2 separate regions of the Gossypium hirsutum genome follow, and region 1 is linked to region 2. The links are chromatin contacts, called in public Hi-C maps. All regions are on one chromosome and are shown on one strand. The core of a region is the stretch at or near the end of the contact, and the rest is flanking DNA. Distances in the headings are between cores, read along the strand shown.

Evidence for each region. A called contact is a pair of places that touch in the nucleus more often than the background predicts.
Region 1: a contact with region 2 is called in a Hi-C map of hypocotyl, with 2.5 times the contacts expected there. The contact joins the promoter of LOC107895069 here to the enhancer-like site in region 2. A contact is called at or near these places in 3 of 34 Hi-C or Micro-C datasets (hypocotyl, leaf and seedling).

The regions. Positions count from the first base shown.
Region 1 is chrA13:86,037,876-86,043,616 of Gossypium_hirsutum_v2.1, reverse strand. LOC107895069 (transcription factor bHLH81) reads left to right here and starts at 2,138. Exons shown (of 5, transcript XM_016820279.2): 1 at 2,138-2,895; 2 at 3,240-3,383; 3 at 3,466-3,531. The coding sequence starts at 2,443.
Region 2 is chrA13:85,670,855-85,676,172 of Gossypium_hirsutum_v2.1, reverse strand. No RefSeq gene overlaps it. Among protein-coding and RNA genes, the nearest start is that of LOC121212725, 27 kb to the left of the region's middle. Within about 2 kb of position 2,957, at least 2 of the 9 cell types and tissues checked have an H3K27ac peak or open chromatin away from gene starts, as enhancers often do. A contact at or near this core is called in hypocotyl, where this site is marked.

The DNA of each region.
Region 1 (5,741 bases), core at 889-3,388, 370 kb before region 2:
CTTTTATTCAATTTGGCTTGTACTTTCTTTTCTATTTGGAGCATATTTACCTTCAAATTTTCATTTCTGCTGTAATACAATATTATTAAATAATTTAAAAACTATAAAAAAAAGCATCAATAGTGTATTAGATTAATTATCTACAATCTATAACACAGGTTTACTGTAGATATAGGCCTTAAGCTTTTGACACTTTCTTTTTGGGTTATGGCCTGTGGGACGATGGGGTTCAAGAAGAAAGAGGAAAGAAAGGAGAAAAAGGAGGGGAAAAAAGCAAAGAGAAAAAGAAAAAGAAAACTGTTTTGAGTTATTTTTAAGGTTTAAATATGCCAAAAGTATTTATATTATAAGTTTAGAATTCAGTCCATATATTTTTATTTTAAAAAATTTAGATTTTTTTTACTTTTTAAATTTAAAATTCAAGTATAATATTATTTTTTTTGTTAAATTGATTGGTGTGAAATTTTAAAATATAAAAAAATACTCATTTGGTAGCAATGTAACTTAAAAAATGACATTATAATGAACCTAAATTTAACAAAATAATCTTAAAATTGGTAATCATTGGACTTGAATTTTGAAATCTTAAAAGTAAAGAGACTAAATTCTTAAAAATAAAAGTATAAAGACTAAATTTTAAATTTGAGAAGATGACAAGGACCCATGACATATAATAACCTATTTTTAAATATGTTTAGAATACTATAATTTTATTGTTGTAAATATATATTTTATGCATTAATAATTTACAGTTTTTTGACATAATCATTTTATTTATATTGTGTTTGTTTTGTTTTGTAATTATTTATCTTATGTTGTCTTTAAATCATAAATTAGTTATTAATGTTTCGCTTAGTTTATTATCATGATTCAATTTAAAGGAAAAATATGCGTTCATGCTTTTGATTTTTAATTATTTTTTACATTATTTAAATAATTTATCTTAGTAATTGAAATTTAGAGAAAGTATTTTATTATTTTAATTTTAATGTTAAATTTTTTATTTAAATAGATTAGTCTACTCATTAAACATTATGTAATTTTTTTATAAAAACCAGACAAAATAATCACATTAATATAACAAAATCTAACAAAATCTCTGCGAACAGTTGCCTACCCTTATTTTTGCCAAAAGCCATCTTGGCAATGCGGTCAGCTTCTATGTTCTCTTCTCTAGGAATATGTTCAAAATTTCATTGATCCATTTCCACCAAAAGCTATTAAATACGTCTGATAAGTGCGGAATAAGATGTAATTGAGAATAATTTTTGAATGGCCTAAAGGAACTCCATACTATCTGTTCGAATCAACACTGTCACATCGCTTATTTTGTAGTAATGTCAAGCCGTCTAGAATACTTCAATAACTTAGCATTAAAGACAGAACACTATCCCAACCTCTTATTAAACCCACGAATCCACCCCCATGGTGATCCTCTACACTCCCTCGACAATGACAACCCCCCCTAATCTCAATTTATTTCATAGTTTGCATAAGGTTTAACTACAAAATTAAATTGACCCCCAAATTATATCACTTTTCTCACTTAGGTACTTAAAGTTTTATTTGGTTAAATATGATTTTAAATTATAAATTTTATCTCATTTTATTCTAAAACCTACTATGTTCAATACGAACATACTATATGGCATGTTCTTATTGTTTGGTAATGTGTTTTTAGGTAAAATGAGAAAAAAAATAGATATCTTAGTATAATTTGGAGGTGAGTTTAATTTTAAATTATGTACCTAAAATATAAAACATAATTAAAAAATTCTTATTTCATATAATTAAAATCTAGTTATATATAAAAGGAGGATACAAAAGGGCAATGTAGAGGTTGTGCCCCCTAAAATTGACACATTAAAAGTTTGTTGTTTTCTGATTTGCATGTTGAATTTAAAAAATTACCAAATCTACAGTGGACATTGGGTGAAATTGCCTCCGCCTCCTTATTTTTGCCACATCTAGCAACATATTTTCTAACCAAAAAAGATATAATATTTCCCATAAACCTACCCACGCATTATTAAGCCGTATATTCCAGGTGCATGCTTTTCTGAACTATATTGGTCCGTGACTGTCACGTGAAATACCTGCATCTGAAACTGACTTTACTTTCCAGAGGTTACGGTGAAGAGGAGGTCTGATCTGAAAGAAAATGATGAGGTTGCAGTTTCTGGCCTTACATGTTTCCTTTTCTGATAGAACCAACTTAGCCACCGTTGGATCTCTCTTTTCCGAAACATTTTGGTTCTAATCGAACGGCTCAAAATCATTTAAATGAAAAACAAAGGGAACTTGCAAAAATAAGCTATGTTAGGGCATATCCCACACCGAAAAAGGGAAAGCTGCTGAACAGGAAACCAAAAAGAAAAAAAAAAAAAGAAGAGTTTTTCATAGCTTCACAAAGCTAACTCCTCAAGCTGAACAAAGAAGCAGATGAAACCGACGCCTGGCGGCAGTAGCAGCTCTAGTGGCGGTGGCGCTGAAGGTAGTCGAGCTGGACTCGCCCGTTTCCGCTCAGCGCCAGCCACCTGGTTAGAAGCCCTTCTCGAGGAAGAAGAAGAGGACCCTTTGAAGCCTAGCCAGTGCTTGACTCAGCTACTAACTGGAAATTCATCCTCAACACCCACCATTCGAAATTCATTGCTTTTTCCCAACTCAGCCGATCCATCTGGGTTGTTTGAGCCTTCTGGTTTCCAGAGGCAAAACAGTTCTCCAGCTGATTTTCTTGGGAATAATCCTGCTGCTGCCTCTGATGCCTACTTCTCTAACTTTGGGGTTGCTGCAAATTATGACTATTTATCGCCAACTATGGATGTTTCTCCCTCGAGTAAGAGGGCTAGCGAGCTTGATACGCAATTCCCACCAACAAAGTTCCATTCTCAGTTGGTAAGACTAAGAGATAGCCATACTAATATTATATTTCAACTTCCACGGCTTGTTAATTTTTCTATTATATGGATTTTGAATACTTCGGTTTTATGTTTTTGCCGTCTTTGAATTGCCTGTGAAAGGATAGATATTGATCGTCGTCTTATTATATTCTTTTTAGTCTTCTTTTAATGGTTTAGGCTTCACTATTTCTTTTCAAAGCTGACCAACTATTGGCCATACATTTCTAGCCAAAAAGGAAAGGATAACTTTACTCTTTTGAGCAAAAATATATATGGTTGAATCCCCAATTTTATTATTATTTTTACAATACCTTTTGTTTTCCTTCTATTTTTGGGTAGAAAGGAGAGCCAAGTGATCAGATTTCTGGTGGGATATCTAATCTTATAGATGTAGATATGGAGAAACTTTTGGAGGATTCAGTACCTTGCAGGGTCCGTGCGAAGCGAGGGTGTGCTACTCATCCTCGAAGTATTGCAGAAAGGGTAAGTGTATTCATTTGCTGATAATTAAGATGTAAAATGGTGTTTATGTTTAGTTCTAACTATCCATGACTATTTTTGTTAGGTTCGGAGAACACGGATTAGCGATCGCATTAGAAAGCTTCAGGAGCTTGTCCCCAACATGGATAAGGTAGGCTACATCTTGAGATCTATTTTAATCGGAAAATTCAAGTTCAGTATGTAGCTATCATTCTACAAAAGGACTTTCTAACCTATATTAATGTTTCATCCTAATTAAGTTTGATGCGAAATGTATTGATTTGTCTGACTGGCTACAAGAGACATACATGAGATTGAAGAACAACTATATATCAATATAGATTCGATAATTTTGGTAGAATGGCCATTTGTAGTTTATAGTGACACTTAAAGCACTATTTCTCTATATCTAGTATATAGTTCCCAGTGTTATATGTTTAACTGGCTAAGTTTTTTATTAGAGAACTAGTTCAACTTGGAGGATGTTGATTATTTGCAGCCTTAGGTTTTAAGTGTGGGACTGGCCGCCGCAGTACTTGTCATGTTTGTAACCAGGATTTTATTACTATAAATTCGTAAATGAAGTAATTAATCATGGGGTGGCCATTATCCTATTTGTACTGACAAATATACTCTGTGTTTGTAAGAAAAGAGAAGGAATTTGTCAAAATTTCAGGGTCCTAAAGGTTCATGGAAACACATTAGAAAAGAGATGTAACTCTAGTCCCTTTGGAAATGGTTGCTTAATGTTCAACTGTGGGATGTGGTTGGTACTTGTATCTTCTGCTGATGGTTCTGATAGAGCTTGAGTGCCTATTAAAAGCAAAGAGATGTGTTTGATTCATGGTTATATATAAAAAGTTGCTTTTTTATCCATAGAAAGATTTATATCAACTCCATAATTGTAGGGGAAAAGAAGAGTTATTTTGGCGGAGGAAAGGCATTTGAAAGATCTCTCTCTTAGATTGAAATAAAAAAACTTGCGATATGGATTCATACTTTGTTATGCCTAGATCTGTAAGCGGTTTAAGTTGATCAATGGTTTTCCCCCATTAGCGTTCCTGTTTATCATATAAGGCATAAGCCAAATGAAATTGGCATGCTTAGGGTGCAACAGAACTTTATATCCATAAGCTCTAATTTGAGTAAAACTGTAGTACTTCATATTTTCTTGGCTGTCCTATAAATTTATGTTCAGGTGAACATTATATCATGCATAATCTTCTAATGTTAAAGCAAGATATATTCATGTATTATTTTAACTTTTTATGAAGTAGGAGGAATTTCTGTGGTTTTCAGAAACGATGACATTTCCATTCATACTACTTGATGTAATGCCTCAATAGAAATTTTGTAGATTTATTGATGAGTTCACTATCTAGTCGTTACAAGCAGGGGCGAAGCCAGAAAATTTTTTTAGGGGGGCCGGATGAAATTTTAAATTTTTATAGTTTATATCTTTCTATAATTTGTAAAGGATTAAATCAAATTTTTATAATTTTAGGGGTCAAAGTATAATTTTACTTTTACTAATTTAAAATTAAAAAAAAAAATTAAGCTCTTCCCCCCCCCCACCCGGCGGGCTTCGCCTCTGGTTACAAGGTTGAAGTTGATAAGTGTTAAGACTTAAATATGATAGTTACATCTTTTCCTATTAGCTTAAGCGTTATTTGGTTTCCCAAATTTAACATAGTATCTGAGTTTCAAGTTCGAATCATAACCGCTTTCCTCCCTCAGTATTTCTTCACCCAGTGTTTTATTGTTCATCTTTATTGTTCACTTTTCTTCTACGCTTGGGTTCATATGCCTGCAGTTTCATGTTGAAACTTAAATATAATAGTCGTGCCCTTTGCTATAAGCTTAAGCGTTTGTCTAAAATTGATCATTGAGCTTAACAAGAAGGATGAGGTTTTATAGTGTCACAAGATGAGGCTCCCAAACACAAATTGGGACTAAGTGGATTAAGATTTTATGAGTTGTATACATTCTCAATTAACTCAGCTTGTCACGTTTTGGACCATTTAATGATGGGCTAAAACAAGAGCAAATACAATAAAGCATTATAATAAAAAAGGTAGAAGTCTAATATTAGAAATGTTTACCATGTCAATTGTTAGAGGATTCAAGATCATACCATTTTTTAAGTTGCTTTCATCTAGCTATGTATTAGCAAATGTCTTGAAAATTTTGTCACTTCTTCATCTTAGCAGATTAAAAGGTATCCCTCAAAGGCTTTGAGACTATGATTTCTATTTCTAACAAGGTGAAGGCCATTGTGACAAGTTGTCTTCATTTTCCTTATCTTCTCTTTTCTTATTTAAGTAATGAGTGGGAAAATATTAGTTTGTTGTTATTAATCTT
Region 2 (5,318 bases), core at 1,708-4,207:
TACAACTTGCAACATCTATGTCTAGAGTGCTACAAATATTCTTTCGAGTATTCGCTTGCACCAAACGATTCAAGATCCAATATATTTAACCTTTTCAGAATTAAAAATACATATAAGAACATAACACACAATCAACTATGTCTAGAGCTTGCATGCATGTATTTAAAATAAGCATAAATTGAATAAAACAGTGAAATAGACAATGTAAAATCATGGTAATTAAAGATGATAAAACATTCACCGAAATAACTCCAACCTAGAAAAGATTTAGTTCATGGGTGGAAAAGTTAACATCAAAATAAAATCATTCATCACCATTCTCAAATCAATTCGAATCACAGAAATCAAGAAAATAAAGGCAGAAATGTAGGAATTCTAGCCACACTCCAACTTCTCTTTGATTCTCAGATTGTACGTGAATCTAGGATAGCTGTTTCTCTCCATTCTTCACGTCTGTATTCTGCTTTCTTAAGTTGTTACCCTTTCTTTCTTTGGAATTCTCCAAATGAGAGAAAAATCGTTGTCACCAATTTTTTTCTCACACAAATTATCCTCTCTTTTTTTCTTCTCTCTCCTTCTTTTATTGGGTAGATACGTCTCCCTTAGCAAACATTTGTTTCTCCTCTTTTTCAAGGTTATTTTTCTGGTACACGTCCAACTAGCTGAGAGTGACATGGATAGAGTGCTGAGTCACCTTTCTAGAATTGCCATGGCAATTGTGTTGACAATTAATCTCACCATTTGCCACGGCAATGTTTCACTTCCCTTTTTTTCCTTCTGCATCTTCTTCATCCTCTTCTTCTACCTGCACCTGTGTCCAACCATAACTTTTCCTTCCTCAAGTAATAAAAGTAATAAATGATGACCATTATAGCGCAATCCAAGCTTTGTTATGCAATGTTTTAAAATTATCCTAGAAATGCAAATGTATTTACTTAATTAAGAAAACAATTAATTCCATCTAGAGGCCTAAAATAGAACTCTTTTCAAGAGTTACCACTTATATGCTATGGTTATCACGGACATGGTACAAGCTAGTTTGATGGCAACTGATGTTAGTTTCAACCAAGAGCTTCAATCTATATTCCAAACCTATTATGATGTTTTTCAAAAACCAAAGGGTCTCCCACATTCTCGACTACAAGACCATAAAATACCCTTGAAGGATGAACCAGTTGTGGTTAAAATAAAACCATACATGTATATTGCCATTTAGAAAACAGAAATGAAAAGGATAGTCTGTGAAATGATTCAGGCAGGGATCACTAAGGACTACAACAACTCCTTTGCATCCCCTATAGTGATGGTTAAAAAAATGGAGAATGGATACTGTGTGTGGATTATTAACAATTAAACCAGTTAACAATTAAAGAAAATTTCCCTATTCCTGTAATAGAAGAGCTCTTTGATAAACTTAGGCAAGCCAAAATATTTTCCAATCTATACTTTCGTTTCGATTAACACCAAATCTGAATGTGAGAACCTAGCATCCATAAAACGACCTTCTAGATGCACAAGGGCCACTACAAATTTTTAACCATGCCTTTCGGCTTAACAAATGCACCTTCCACGTTCCAAGCTTTGATGAATTCAATTTTTAAACCTTGGCTACGGAACTTTGTACTTGTTATCTTTGATGACATCCTTATTTATTTCTCTTCTTAGTAGGATCATTTGAGGCATCTCATGATTGTCTTTGAGGTTTTGAGACACCAACAATCATATGCCAAAAAAGGAAATGTTATTTTAGGGCCACTCGAATAGAGTACATGTGACATGTTATATCTCAAGAGAAGGTGGCAGTGGACCAAAACAAGGTTACCAGTATAATAAATTAGCTGACTCCGTGTGTTATAGAATTTAAGGGTTCCTTGGTCTTTCAGGGTATTAGCGAAGATTCATTAAAGACTATGGCACGATAGCAAGGCCACTCACTGACTTGCTTAAGTAAGTGAATGGAATTGGACTCAACAAGCTGACAAGGCCTTCACCACCTTAAAAATTGCCCTTAGTTCTGCTCTCGTCCTTGCCCTACTGAAATCTTAGCTTGTTTTTTATTTGGACACCGATGTCGGTATCTCCATAGTAGGAACAGTTTTACAACAACAAGGGCACCCCACAATTCTTTTAGCAAGTCTTTGTCGATTTATGAAAAGGAAATGCAAGTGGCTCCTTTGGCAGTAAAATAATGGCATCATTATCTGGTTGGTCGTCATTTTTGCATTCGAACTAACCATCAAAGCTTGTAATTCCTAGCTGACCGGCAGGCTGTTACCCTTTTTCAACATAAATGGGTCGCAAAAAATGCTTAGTTATAACTTTCATGTGCTGTATAGGATGGGAAGCACCAACGTAGGAGTCGATGCTCTTTTGAGACAGCGTATTGGAGCTAAAGGACAGTGTTTACAATTGGAAGATAGTTCGACGGTATATAGCTTATTAGCTCGAGTACAAGAAGCTTGGCAACAGGACCCTCGTTTTAACAAAATTTGTTTGAAGCTATAAGCCCAACCTTCATCCCATCAAAGTACAATTGGGATGTTCATTTTTTAAGAAGAAATGGGAAACTTGTGATTGGAAAGGATCAAGAGCTTCAAAAAGCCCTAGTTTCTTATTTTCATGAGAGTTCCACAGGGGCATTCGAGCATCCATGCTATGAGACAATGACTTGCAAGTATGGTTTACTGGAAAAGGGATGAATACAATTATTAAACAGTGGGTGAGAGAATGCTTTGTTTGCCAACGAAACAAGTATGATACCTCTGCTCATCTTAGGCTACTTCAACCACTCCCAATTCCTACTCTCGCTTGGTTCGGAGTGAACATGGATTTCTTCGAGGGATTAACCCCTTCTAAGGGAAAGAATTCCATTCTTGTAATAGTGGATACACTCACTAAATATGCTTATTTTGTAGGACTCTCTCATCCCTTTACAACTGTTACAGTAGCCCAAGCCCATCTTGACCATGTTTATAAGCTCCATAGGTTGCTGGATTCCATTATTTCGAACTGAGATTGGATATAGGTTAGCTTATTCTAGCAAGAACTATTTAAAAGGCTGGGAACCAAGTTGTACTTGACTATGACATACCACCCGAAATCTGATGGTCAAACGTAGATTTTAAACAAGTGTTTGGAGAACTACCTATGTTGCATGACATGAGAAAGAACCGGTAACTAGTTTGCTTGGAACTCATTGGCTAAGTGGTGGTATAATTCCACCTTCCACACATCCATTAACACCACTCCCAACAAGGCTTTTTATGGTCAGACACCACCCCACCACCTTTCTTATTTGGCTGGCTCTTCTAGGGTGGATCATGTGGACCGTAGTTTACAACAATGTGAAGCTACAAGGCATATCTGTCACTATCATCTCAAGTGAGCTCAGGACAGAATGAAACATTATGCTAAACAACATAGAAGTGAAAGATCCTTCCAAGAAGGAAGCTAGGTTTTCCTGAAGTTACAACCTTATCGGCAGCATTCACTACGGAAGTTTACTAACCAGAAACTCTCTCCACATTATTTTGGTCCATTTCAGTTTTGTCCAAGGTTGGTATTGTTGCCTACACCCTTCAGTTACTGCTAGACTCAAAGATTCATCCCACATTCTATGTTTCCTTACTTAAGCATCATGTGGGACATTAGCATGTATAGCCTACCCTTCCTTTGATAAACCCTGATGGCATGATTCTTAAAGAATCTGTCAGAATCCTTGACCATCGTATGGTTAAGAAAAATAATCAAGTAGCAACTGAAGTGCTTCTGGAGTGGGTGAACAGTTTTCCTGAGGATGCTACATGGGAATCTTGGCCAAAGCTGCAGCAACGATACCCCAACCTTGATCCTTGAGGACAAGGATCTACTTTAGCGAAAGAGTATTGTTAACGGACAAAATGTTGTTTTTAAATTTTAGTATTTTCTGTTGCACTTTTAATTTAAAATGTTGACTTTTATTTTACTTTAGTTAAAATGGGAGTTTTTGTGAAGGAAGCAAAAATGGTGCGTTTTGTCTTAAGTGTTGATGTAACTGTTTTAATGAAATGTTAAGCTGAGAGGGATAGCTATCCATAACCGAAATGACAGCTTTGTACCATACTTCTTTCTCTGAGTTGCTATATTCTGAAATGAGCAATGAAAGGCATGTAGAATGTGATTTTGGACTAAAGTTTACCCTATTTTCTCCTCTCTAAATTCTTCTATGTTTCTTCCTCTCTTTCTTCGATACAACTAGGATTCTATTGTGTAATACGTTTGCGGCATTATTATATGATTATTCAAAACTATCCAAACATATTAAAAAAACCTTTAAAAAAAAACAAATTAAATCTACTTATTATGAATAATTGATGATTACACTTAGGAGTAACATAATATAAAGTAGTAATAAATAACTCAACTTCAAAGTGTAAAGGTTGGTTCTGCTTTTCTTTTCTTTATTGCTTGAATGTGATTATAAAGTTGCACAAAGAAGAAAGGGAATAGATAACCATTTCTATAAGAGAACTGTGTAATTATAAATATGTAAATCTTCTAGTTTCAATGAACTTTACAATTTACATTTAGGGTTTCTTACATGATGTATATGCTCTTTATTTCTTTAAATATAAATACAATATCAACTATTTTGAAGGGGAAAGGAAAATATAATATAAACTATTAAATTGTATAATATAATTCAAAATATCACTATAACTACCACTAAAACTTATCTCATTCTTTGATATTGCTTAATTTAGAATTCGGCATTGGCAAAAATTTTAAATTTAGGGGCAAAATTGTTATAATCATTCTTTTTATACCTATTACAATCTTTTATAGAAAAATAAACCCTAAAAGAAAAGAAAAAACTAAAGGGACGAGGGAATTTCACTTTACAAGCTTTTTTTTCTTTTTTTTATTTATGTTAAATTATTTTATGTATAATTTTTGAGTTTTTTTATATATATTTAGAGTATTATAAACTTATATATTATTTTATATGTTTATAATTTTATTCTAGAGCATAATTTATAATTTTTTATATATTTATATTTTATTTTATGTAGACTTTTGTAACACCCTCAAACCTGGCTTAAAAGTTTAAGCCCAATCTAGAAGGGTTACACTAACGTATTGAAAACTGTTTTCTTTTCGGAGTTTTAACTTGAAGTCCAAAAATTCATTTTTTATCGATTTAGGTGATTTTGTGGTTTCGTGTTAGAAATTAACAGATACTGACGAGCTTATAAGAAAACAAGGCAAGTCCAAAAATAGATTACAAACCCAAAAGATCAAATCATAGTTATATCAATGCAAAACAATTCGAGCTTCCG